Regions from separate parts of the Sus scrofa genome. Here all the other regions are linked to region 3. Evidence: chromatin contacts called from public Hi-C and HiChIP or PLAC-seq data. All regions are on one chromosome and are shown on one strand. Each heading gives the region's core, a stretch centred on a gene start, on an enhancer-like site or on the middle of the called end of the contact. The rest is flanking DNA. Distances are from core to core; before and after follow the strand shown.

What was found. Hi-C and Micro-C count contacts between places; a contact is called where the count stands out from the background. HiChIP or PLAC-seq counts read pairs in DNA pulled down with a chosen protein or histone mark.
Region 1: a Hi-C map of skeletal muscle shows a contact between it and region 3, with 4 times the contacts expected there. The contact joins the promoter of TEX2 here to the promoter of SMARCD2 in region 3. A contact is called at or near these places in 3 of 47 Hi-C or Micro-C datasets (heart right ventricle, liver and skeletal muscle).
Region 2: a contact with region 3 is called in an H3K27ac HiChIP or PLAC-seq map of alveolar macrophages. The contact joins the promoter of DCAF7 here to the promoter of SMARCD2 in region 3. A contact is called at or near these places in 1 of 5 promoter capture datasets (fetal liver) and 1 of 2 datasets of contacts at active chromatin or transcription factors (alveolar macrophages).

What each region holds. Positions count from the first base shown.
Region 1 is chr12:14,762,706-14,766,140 of Sscrofa11.1, reverse strand. TEX2 (testis-expressed protein 2) reads right to left here and starts at 1,687. Exons shown (of 15, transcript XM_021066767.1): 1 at 1,549-1,687.
Region 2 is chr12:15,349,520-15,352,732 of Sscrofa11.1, reverse strand. It overlaps DCAF7 (DDB1- and CUL4-associated factor 7), which reads left to right and starts at 1,737. Exons shown (of 7, transcript XM_003131294.4): 1 at 1,737-2,126. The coding sequence starts at 1,989.
Region 3 is chr12:15,090,264-15,093,469 of Sscrofa11.1, reverse strand. It overlaps SMARCD2 (SWI/SNF related, matrix associated, actin dependent regulator of chromatin, subfamily d, member 2), which reads right to left and starts at 1,544. Exons shown (of 13, transcript NM_001244252.1): 1 at 1,253-1,544. The coding sequence starts at 1,468.

The DNA.
Region 1 (3,435 bases), core at 438-2,937, 330 kb after region 3:
AGCCACCCTCTACACCCCTCTCATCCCCACCCCCTTTCACGCCTTTCCTGACACTCCCAGAGGCCCATGTGAAAAAGAGAAACCATATGGCAAAAAATCCCACTCTACCCCCATGGCCTCAGGAGCCTGATGTTTTCCATAAGTTTAGACCATCAACTTTTAGAAAAATTTGAAAGATGCCTGAAATAATTTAAGAATTGGCTAAGAAGTGATATGAAATGGCAGTTCTGCTCTTCCAATACCTCCTATGAGAAAAGCTTCACTGTGTCACTGAGCTCAAAACTCTCAACCCTAGACTCTGCAAACACTCCCTATCCTAGAATTCAAGGATCATCTGCCCCTCTGTTGTTCCTTTTTGGTTTCCACATAAAAGTCACTCGTTTCCCTTCCAGCTTACATCAGGCTCCTGAAAGGACTCCTTTAAATCCTTTGATGAAAATCACCAAACCGTGCGGAAAGGCTGGTTCTTTTCAGTTCTTGGGCAGAGAAGCCATGGTGTCAAGACCTAGAACTTCAAACATGAATATGGCACCTCCCCCTACCTTCAGGGAGCCCACGCTTTTCCTCTAACTCTGAAAAAGTATGCCCTCCTTGGGCAGCGTCTATTAAAACCTAGTGACAAAGTACTTCATAGCCTTGGAGGAAGAGCGAGGGTGGAAACAGACTCTGCCCTTATACTGGATGCCGTGTAACCATAACAACCGATGGTTTAAGTAACCATCAACCCACCGATGGGCTAAGTTTTCCAAAAACCATTTTTGAAAGGGGAAAACTCCCCTGCACCGACTCCCGCGTCAGCCATGCATTCTAGGCAGCGTGCGTGGTGCAAGTGAAGCCGGCGGTCCAGTCCATCTCCGGCCCCACGGTTGCATTCGTGAGCTCGCCAGCAGCACAGCCTACGCCGTCACACCCGCGCTCCCGGGCAGGGCACCTGGCGTTAGGCCTCAGCCCAATGTCACTTGTTAACCTTCCAAACCCTCGGCTTTCGGGACGCCGCCGCCTCAGGTCTAAGGCACGCAAACCACCCACCGCCACCCGCGATTTCCAGGAGTTAGAGGAAAAACAACCCGAGGCGCAGCCAGCCTCTGAAGGATCCGCGTAAAAGTAACTATGGTTCTCGACTTTCAGGCATTTCGCGACGATGGCGCGGGGGGCGGCAGGAACGCGGGGCCCCATTCATAAAATTACAAGCCGTTTTCCCTTAGTTTGCATGTGGGCAGTCCTCCCCGGCCGGGGCCGAGTCCGGAGCCAGCGGACGGCATGCTACAGCGACCCGCCAGCTCACACCTCCAGCGGGGTCAAGCCCAGACCGCCCCACACCGCCCCAAAGGGAAGAAGGGTGCGCCCGAGGGCGTCGCGAGTGGGCGTCCCCGTCAACACCCAAACCGTGACAGTGGGTTCCTGAGGAGCCGGACCCCCGCGCCCCGCCGCACTAACGGCCGCCAGCCCCGGGCCGCACGCTGGACCCAGTGAAGCCGGAGCCACCCAACCCAGGCCTTCTCAGCGGGCGGTCCCTCCACCGCCCCGCCTGGCCCCGAGCACGCTCACCCTGGATCCACTGGCTGCCTCATTGTAGTGCGCCGGCGCCCGTACTCCACGGCCGCCTCGGCTCCGGCTTCGGCTCGGGCTCCCGCAGCCGTCCGGCCGCCCGCCCGCCCCGGGGCACCGGCCGCCCCGCCCCGCCGGCGGATCCGCCCCGCGCCCGCGGCCGTCGCCTCCAACCAGAGGGCGGCGGGGGCGGAGCAGGCCGCGCGCCAGGCCCGGCCAATCCAGCCCCTACCCGCGCGCCGAGGAGCAGCCGCGGAAATGGGCGGGCGATTGGTCAGGCCTGTTAAAGGGGCCGCCGTCCACGAGGCCCGGGAGAGGGACTGCGGCGGCGTTACCTGGAAGAGCCTGGAGTGGAGGGGTAAGAGCTTCTCTTCTCTCCCAGGCCAGCAGCCCGGCTCTTATCAGCACTTTGTACTTATTAATTTCCTCCTCCTGCAACCTAGCAACAAGTAGAGATAGAACCTGCCTCTGTCAGAAGAAGAAACTGAGGCTCGGAGAAGCAAGGGTCTCCCGCTTGGCAAATGGACTCTAATTTGAGGTTTAGAGTGCTGTCAGACACATCTGTTCCCGTGCAATCCCAGATATTCGCCTCACCCTGCAGGATTTCTAACAGACATTCCCTGTGTCTGGAATGGAACTGGGGAAAGTATACATTTCTCAACATCCCTCCCCCGCGGTGATTCTGATGTAGGTGGTACAATAGCCACACTCAGATATATATTTCACAGTCCATCACTGTAATGAAATTCTGCTTCAACTGCCACAAATAAAGATAACCTCTTTTTTTTTGTTGTTTTCATTCTGAAGATCAATAATATATGTTTAGGAAACTTGCTGGGCTGGAGGCTGCCTACTGAGAAACTCAGAACATTCCGTGAATGGGTCATACTAAGACCTGAACTTGAAGGGCACGGGGCGGGAATGAAGCAACTAGCCGGTCTTGTTCTCTGACTCATGAGACAATGCTTAAATGCTTTAAGGGCAAACACACCCTTCCTCGTTGCCATCACCAGGCCCAGTTATAACCCTTGCCCTTCTGGAACTTGACTCCCACACCATCAAGCCCTGCTCACCCTCCCAGACACATTCCTCTCCCCATCCCCATGTCCCAGACATACATCTGACCCAGAAGTCATGATCTGAACTTGAAAGTCAGCTCTTCCACCAGAACCCGCAAATTGAACAACAACCCCCCTTTTTTTTGCTCTGATATCTGATGAATGCTGTGTTCACCAGCAACAGCTCCACACACACACATGAGTTAGCCTCATCGGGATGAAGTCTCTGGGTTGCAGACATCACTGCCTGGGATCACCATTTGCTTCCCCTTGGCCTTCCCAAAGAAAAAGGAATCCTTGTTTGAAATGGAGAGGGCTCCAGTTGTGGAAATCTGGAAATGTGCAACATAGACAGTTAATTAATAGAGAAACAGGAGTTCCTGACGTGGCTCAGTGGCTAACGAATCCAACTAGGAATCATGAGGTTTCAGGTTCCATCCCTGGTGTCGCTCAGTGGGTTAAGGATCCGGCGTTGCCATGCGCTGTGGTGTAGGTCGCAGATGCGGCTTGGATCCTGTGTTGCTGTGGCTCTGGAGAAAGCTGGCAGCTACAGCTCCGATTAGACCCCTAGCTCAGGAACCTCCATATTCCGCAGGTGCAGCCCTAGAAAAGATCCAGAAAAAAAAAAAAAAAAAAAAAGAAAGAAAGAAAGAAACAGCCCAAAGCTTTTCTTGGCCACATCTTAAAACTTCCACCTGGAGTGGGGGTGGGGCGTGGAGGTGGAAGCCTGGGGCTGCACCCTGCAAGGGTCCTGGAAAACTGGCTGTGTGCATCTCAGAGTGGGCCCCCACCCCCACCCCCAACCCTCCTTGCCTGGGCCTTGCCTGGG
Region 2 (3,213 bases), core at 488-2,987, 260 kb before region 3:
GGAGGTTCCCAGGCTAGGGGTCTCATCAGAGATGTAGCCGCCGGCCTACACCAGAGCCACAGCAACTCAGGATCCGAGCCATGTCTGCGACCTACACCACAGCTCACGGCAACGCCCGATCCTTAACCCACTGAGCAAGGCCAGGGATAGAACCCGCAACCTCATGGTTCCTAGTCGGATTCGTTAACCACTGAGCCACAACGGGAACTCTTCTCTATTTAAATTTTTATAGAAACTAAAATTTTACTGGAAATACAGCTCTTAAGAGAGGGTATTTTCCTCTCAATTAGTCCATGTATGTGAATGAATATTATTTTTTTATTAGAGGAAGACATAAACACAGAAAACTTGTTCACCTACGGAAGTGGATAGGACTGTGAGGAGTTTGTTACATTAAACAGTGTCACTCAGTCACTCAATTCTTTGAATTCTTTCTTTTTTTTTTTTTGGCCACCTGGAAGCACATGGATATGGAGTTCCCTAGCCAGGGATCAGATCCCAGCTGCGGTTGCCGTCTACACTGCAGCTGTGGCAACCCTGGATCCTTAACCCACTGTGTGGGGCTGGTGATCAAACGTGCGTCCTTCTTTCTGAGTTTTCTGTTAACAATCACTTTTATCACTAAAAACTATATATATATAGTCTTTTTAAGGTCACATGTGCCCTAACTATTGAGGTTCCCACGATAAGGATCGAATCAGAGCTGTAGCCGCTGGCCTACACCACAGCTCATGGCAATGTCGGATCCTTAACCCACTGAGCGAGGGCAGGGATCGAACCTGCGTCCTCATGGATACTAGTCAGATTTGTTTCCATTGAGCCACAACAGGAACTCCACTAAATACTATATTTAATGATATATTATCTAACAATTCAATACAATTTTTTGCTTAGTTTTGTTGAAAGCAAATTATTGGAAACCATTTAAATTATAAAGAGATGTTACCTAGATTCTGACCCTTCCCCATTTCAAATTCAAGACACTTATATATTTAAGGCTAGATTAGCATTTGCCTTGGGACGCTCGTGGGAAAAGATGGAAACAGAAGCTGACAGCCACGCTGGCGGGGTTGCTGCCTGCTGAAGACCAATCCTCTAATTCCAAGCACTTCTAGAATGGCCAGGAAAGGTTGACTGAAGCTGGCCTGGTCCTGAGTAGAGCGGCGTGTCCGCCGTCTGCCCTTGGTACGCTGGGAGAACAACATTCCAATTTAAAGGAGGCGTTGGCGAAGCAGGGAAATAAAGGGGTTTCCCTTCGGCGCAGGCCCGTCCGCAAGGCCCGGGAGCTCAGTGCCGCGAAACGCAGCAGGCCCTCTCGTAAGGCAGACTTTTCATTTTCACTCGCCAACGTGGAGAATCCGGTCAGAATAGCAGCTGCAGTGGGGAAGTCAGAGCAGTCACGTAAGAGGTTTCACTCTCAGAGACTTGGCCTAGAACTTGGAGGCCTGCTGCACAGTACGCGAGCTTTTAAGCCGCCCACACCCCGATTCACCCGCACTGCGCCGTTATCTCTCTGACTGACATCTTTGTCAGCCAATGACCTTTGTGGCTGTGAAAGCGCCTGCCCCCTGGAGTTGGGCAGAGCAAGTAATCGGAATGACAACCATACGCACCAATAGCAAGGAGGTTTCAGAAGCTACGGGTACACTAGCCAATGAGGAGAAGGAGCCGTTCGAAAGGACGTGTCAGGTAGCCAACGGCCGGCGCCGCTGAGGGGGTCGCGTGGCTTCCGTTCTAGAGGGTGGGGCGGGGTCTCAAACGGAAGGTGGTTGTTGTCCGAGCCGAAGCAGGTTTGAAAGTGGGGGTCGGGCTCGGCTGTCGTTGTCTGTAGCAGCGGCCCCGCTTCCGGGCTAGGCTGTCCGTACCCGCCCCCGCCCCGCCTCCCTTCGGACCCCTCCGTCCCAGGCCTGACTCCCTGCCCGATTCGCGCCCCGCCCGCCGCAGCTCGCTGCCGTCCCGGCCCGCACTGCGGCCCCGCCGCCGCCACTATGTCCCTGCACGGCAAACGGAAGGAGATCTACAAGTATGAAGCGCCCTGGACCGTCTACGCCATGAACTGGAGCGTGCGGCCCGACAAGCGCTTTCGCCTGGCGCTGGGCAGCTTCGTGGAGGAGTACAACAACAAGGTGGGCCGGGCAGGGGCTCGGAACCCAGCTAGAGGGACGCGGGCACCTGGAGCGCCCTTTCCCGGCCGGAGCTCAGACCCCAGGACCCTCCTGCGGACCTGCCTTAGCGCCACGGAGCGGTTCCTCTGTGTCTGGCCCTGTGCAGAGGGTTTCGCTCTCGTCTCATTTAATCCTTGCAGCATTCCTGGGTAGTCAGGAGTGTAGTTACCCGCATTTTACCGATGGGGGAACTGAGGCACCGTGTTGTGACTTGCCCCAGTCAGACAGCTATTGCGTGACGGAAACAGGTCTCAAACCCAAGTTTGCAGCGCAGAGCTGTGCCGTTTATCACGCCTATCCCCTCCTCTCCTGCAGCTTCAGTTGGGGGGCGGAGGAGGGATGAGGGAGTGATGGCTGCGAAGAAGATGCTGGAGCCCCGTGGTCCTTCTCCCCTGGCCACACTAGATTTCTATTAGGACTGTTTAGCAGGTTTCACCGCCCCCTGTTCCCTGGATTTCCCCAGCCTTTCTGCCGGGATTGCCATTGCTATTGCTGCCTCATATTCGTCCTCTTCAAAGCTATCTCTTTTTGGAAATCTTGCCAATGGCTATTGTCTTCTGCATAGAAAAGGGTGATGCTTGCCATTTGTTTTCTTGGCATCTTTCATGCTGATACAGACAAGTAACCTGGAGTAGAAGTAAGTCTTTCTGGACATCCACAATTTGAGAATCCTTTTTAGAAGCGCGGTTAATAGGAGGAAGCTTGAAGCTGGCAGTGACACATAAATTTAGTTTTGGAAGTTGAATAAGTTAGTGGAAAGAATTTTCTTTCCATTACTCCGTAGTTTGCCATTTATTGTATTAGAGTAAGCGTTGTGATTGACTGATAGTGATCAGAGCAACTGAGAGCCATGCTTAGTGGTGTTTAAAACCTGTACACCTGCTTGACACCAGGAACAGTCTAATTTAAGAATAAATTGTGGGCAGAGGCATGGTGCAGGGGAAAAGGCCAGGTGCTCTAGGATTAGGCCTTGTCTAGTCCACTGATTAGCTGTGGGACACTGCATAGGTAAGTTTTATTATTTCTGACCCACAGTTTGTTGTAGGAA
Region 3 (3,206 bases), core at 295-2,794:
GAGGTTGCAGGTTCAATCCCTGGCCTCACTCAGTGGGTTAAGGATCTGGCATTGCCATGAGTTGTGGTGTAGGTGGCAGACATGGTTCGGATCTGGCGTTGCTGCGGCTCTGATGTAGGCTGGCAGCTGCAGCTCTGCTTCGACCCCTAGCCTGGGAACCTCCATATGCCGCGGGTGCAGGCCTAAAAAGACAAAAGACAAAAAAAAAAAAAGTGGACAGAGGGTAGGAAAAGAATGGGCACAATTCCTAAGCATTCTGGGGCAACCAGAAACAATGAACTTGGGGGCTGGTAAGCCCCAACCCCAGGGTCAGGCTGAGTTCCTCACACACTGACCCCAAGAATGGAGTCTCTGCATCTCCATGGCCTTTGAAGCTGCAACCCAAGAAGCCCTCTGCAAAGCCAAGCACCAAAGAGGTAAGGACAGAACCCTTTGAAGCAACTCTCACAGGCTCCTCCAGCCCCAGACCAGCAAGGCTCACTGGAGCCTCTATGCTCCCCCAGACTAATCAACTCCTGGACACTGTGACACCAGGCAGAAAGCCAAAGAGAGTCTGTCCAGAATGGGCTGGGTTTCCCTCCTTTCTCAGGCCTAGCCACCACCCTCTCTGGTCTAACCCAGAGTCACCCCTGTGTGAAGGCCCCTGCGCATGACCCAGGAGTAGACTCCCCCTGCACAGGCTGGAATCGCTGGTCCTATCCTCCACCTCCTGTCGGTGGGAAGCCAGGCCCTTCTTCCTCCTCAGCAGCTGGGAGCCATCTCAGACACGCTAAAACTCTGCCAGTTCCCAACTAGAGAAAAAAGAGCAGCCTTGGAGTAGGACCAAGACCAATGTAGGGTAACCCTGGTTTCTCAGTGAGGGCCCTTTTCCAAAACTTTCTCATCACTTCCCAGGACCCCATTGCGGAGAATCTACACTAGACTTCTCAAGCCACCCGCCTACAATTCACTAGCTCCAACAACTCCTCCATCTCTCAGTTACTCAGAACCCCTGTTCCAAGACCTCACACCCTCCCAACAGCTTCAAACCCTTCACCCGAGAGTCGCTCTTACCTTCTCCCCTAACTCCTCCGCAACCACCTAGCCGAGCCCCAGAGTCCCTGGCTTTGCCCCGCACAGTGCCCCGTGAACTCCGCATGCAGAGCCCCTGTGCCCTCTGTCAGGAAGGCTGCTCCAGGACCCTCACTCGAGGCCTCTTTCGCCCCCTACCCGAGTGTGCTCGCGGCGCCGCCCGCCCCTCAGCCCTCCTCACCTGGTACTGTGCTGCGGGGCCCGCGGGGCCCATGGGGCGGAAGGCGGCGGCCCCCGGGCCCCCCACGCCTCCAGCCGGCCCCGGCCCCCTTAGCGCCGGTCCGGGCAGCATGCCGGGTCCCGCTGGCGGAGGCGGTGCTCCCAGGGCCGCGGCAACCGCGCCGCCGCCAGGGCTCAGCGGGGGCAACGGGAACCCGCCCGCGCCACGGCCCGACATCGCTCCGTCCCGTCCCGCGGTGTCTCAATCCGGGCTCCGGGCTCCGCGCTGAGTTCGCTCCGCGCTCCGCGGTCCGGGACTTTCCGATCTAAATTCCGGGTTCTGGGGTTTGTTGATCCGGGTTCCGGGATTTCCTAATCCAAGTTCGCGAGTTCCTCACAAACCCAGTTTGGGGCCGGGCCGGTCTTGATTCCGGTCCTGCCCGGGAAATTCCGGATCCGGGATCCGCTACGGGCCCGCTAGCCTTCGCCGGTCTCTGGAGGTTTCAACGCCAGCGTCCAGTTACCCAGAAGCTGCAGTTAACTCCCTCCCCCGCCTAACCCAGCCCAGCGCTAGGCCCCGCCTATACCCAGCTGGCCAATGCGAGGATGCCCCCTCAAATACCGCCCTCGCGAGACCCGCCCCCCTACAGGCACCGCCTCTAACCGCCGGTCCCCGGAGCCCCGCCCATACCCTTGGGCCGGCCCTCCACTGGAGGGGAGGGGGCGGAAGCAACTCAAGAAATGCAGAAGGTCAGAGGTCGAAGGTCACTAGCACTACTGTAGTAAACGGGTAGTTGCTGCTCTCTTCCCCCCTTGCGGCTGGTTCGCCGAGGTACCCAGCCTCGGTCCCTGAAAATAGTTGTCAGAGCTCCTTTCTACGTTTTAACATTACAGACAACTTAAAGCTGCTTTCTGCGGCAGAACAGCCGCCAGCGTGACTCTAAAAGCCCATCCTAGTGGCTCAGAGCTGTCAAGAGACTTGGCTGCTCCAGACCCTATGCAGCTGTGCGAAGAGTGGACTTGGCCAAGCGCCAAGTTTTTATCGCATATTTCGAACGTGCCTCTGCCTCACTTTAAGGAATTCTAATACTTTACTCCAGAGGAAATGTTTCTAGGAGAAGGAAGTTTGCATTATGAGAAACCCCTAAGTTAAATAAGGTCTTTCTCCAGGATTTAAAGCACTATTCAAAAACTTAATACCTTTTCGGAAATCAGATCTGTGTTAGCAGGTATGCAAAATAAAGCTGCTTCAGCTGTGCCAGGGAGCCCCTCTGACATTCTGGGATTTTTTTTCCCCATGATACAGACCAGTGCTTCTTTAAGGAGCATAAGAAACATCTGAGGCTTTTGTTAAAAATGCAGATTAAGTTTCAGTAGGCCTGGGTTCTAGGGTAGGCTCAAGATTCTGCATTCCTAACAAGCTCCTGAGCAATGCTGTTGTTACTCAGACTACACTTTTTAAGTATCCAAGATAGACTTTTTTACCATACAAATCCTCTCCTTTGTTTTCATCCCCAACCAAGACTTGCCCCACAGCGTTCCACATTTATAGAGCAACCATTTTTAGTCAGTTTTGCTCATCTGTACTTCCTGGTATCTTTCCTCCAGTGATAAACCCTGCTTTTGCTGCTGCTTTCCTGCCTCTTGGTCTTCTCAGGGATCCCTCTCCTCTTTCTCCCTAAAAGTGGGTTACCTGTCAGTCTGAGAAGACCACTAGAATTGTTCCAGTCATTGAACCAGGGCCCCTCTCTCCGGCTTGTAAAGTGGGTAAAGAATTCATGACAAAGCGTTTATGTCCATTTCAACCCTTTCAAGCTGCTAGAGCAACAGTAATTCCAGAGGAAGTAGGGGTAAATCCCCTGGGGAGCTATTTCAAAATATCCCTGCCAAACCACCCCTTCACTCACTCACACACACACACACACACACACACACACACACACACACACACACACACAGCAATGGCTCCCAGTATT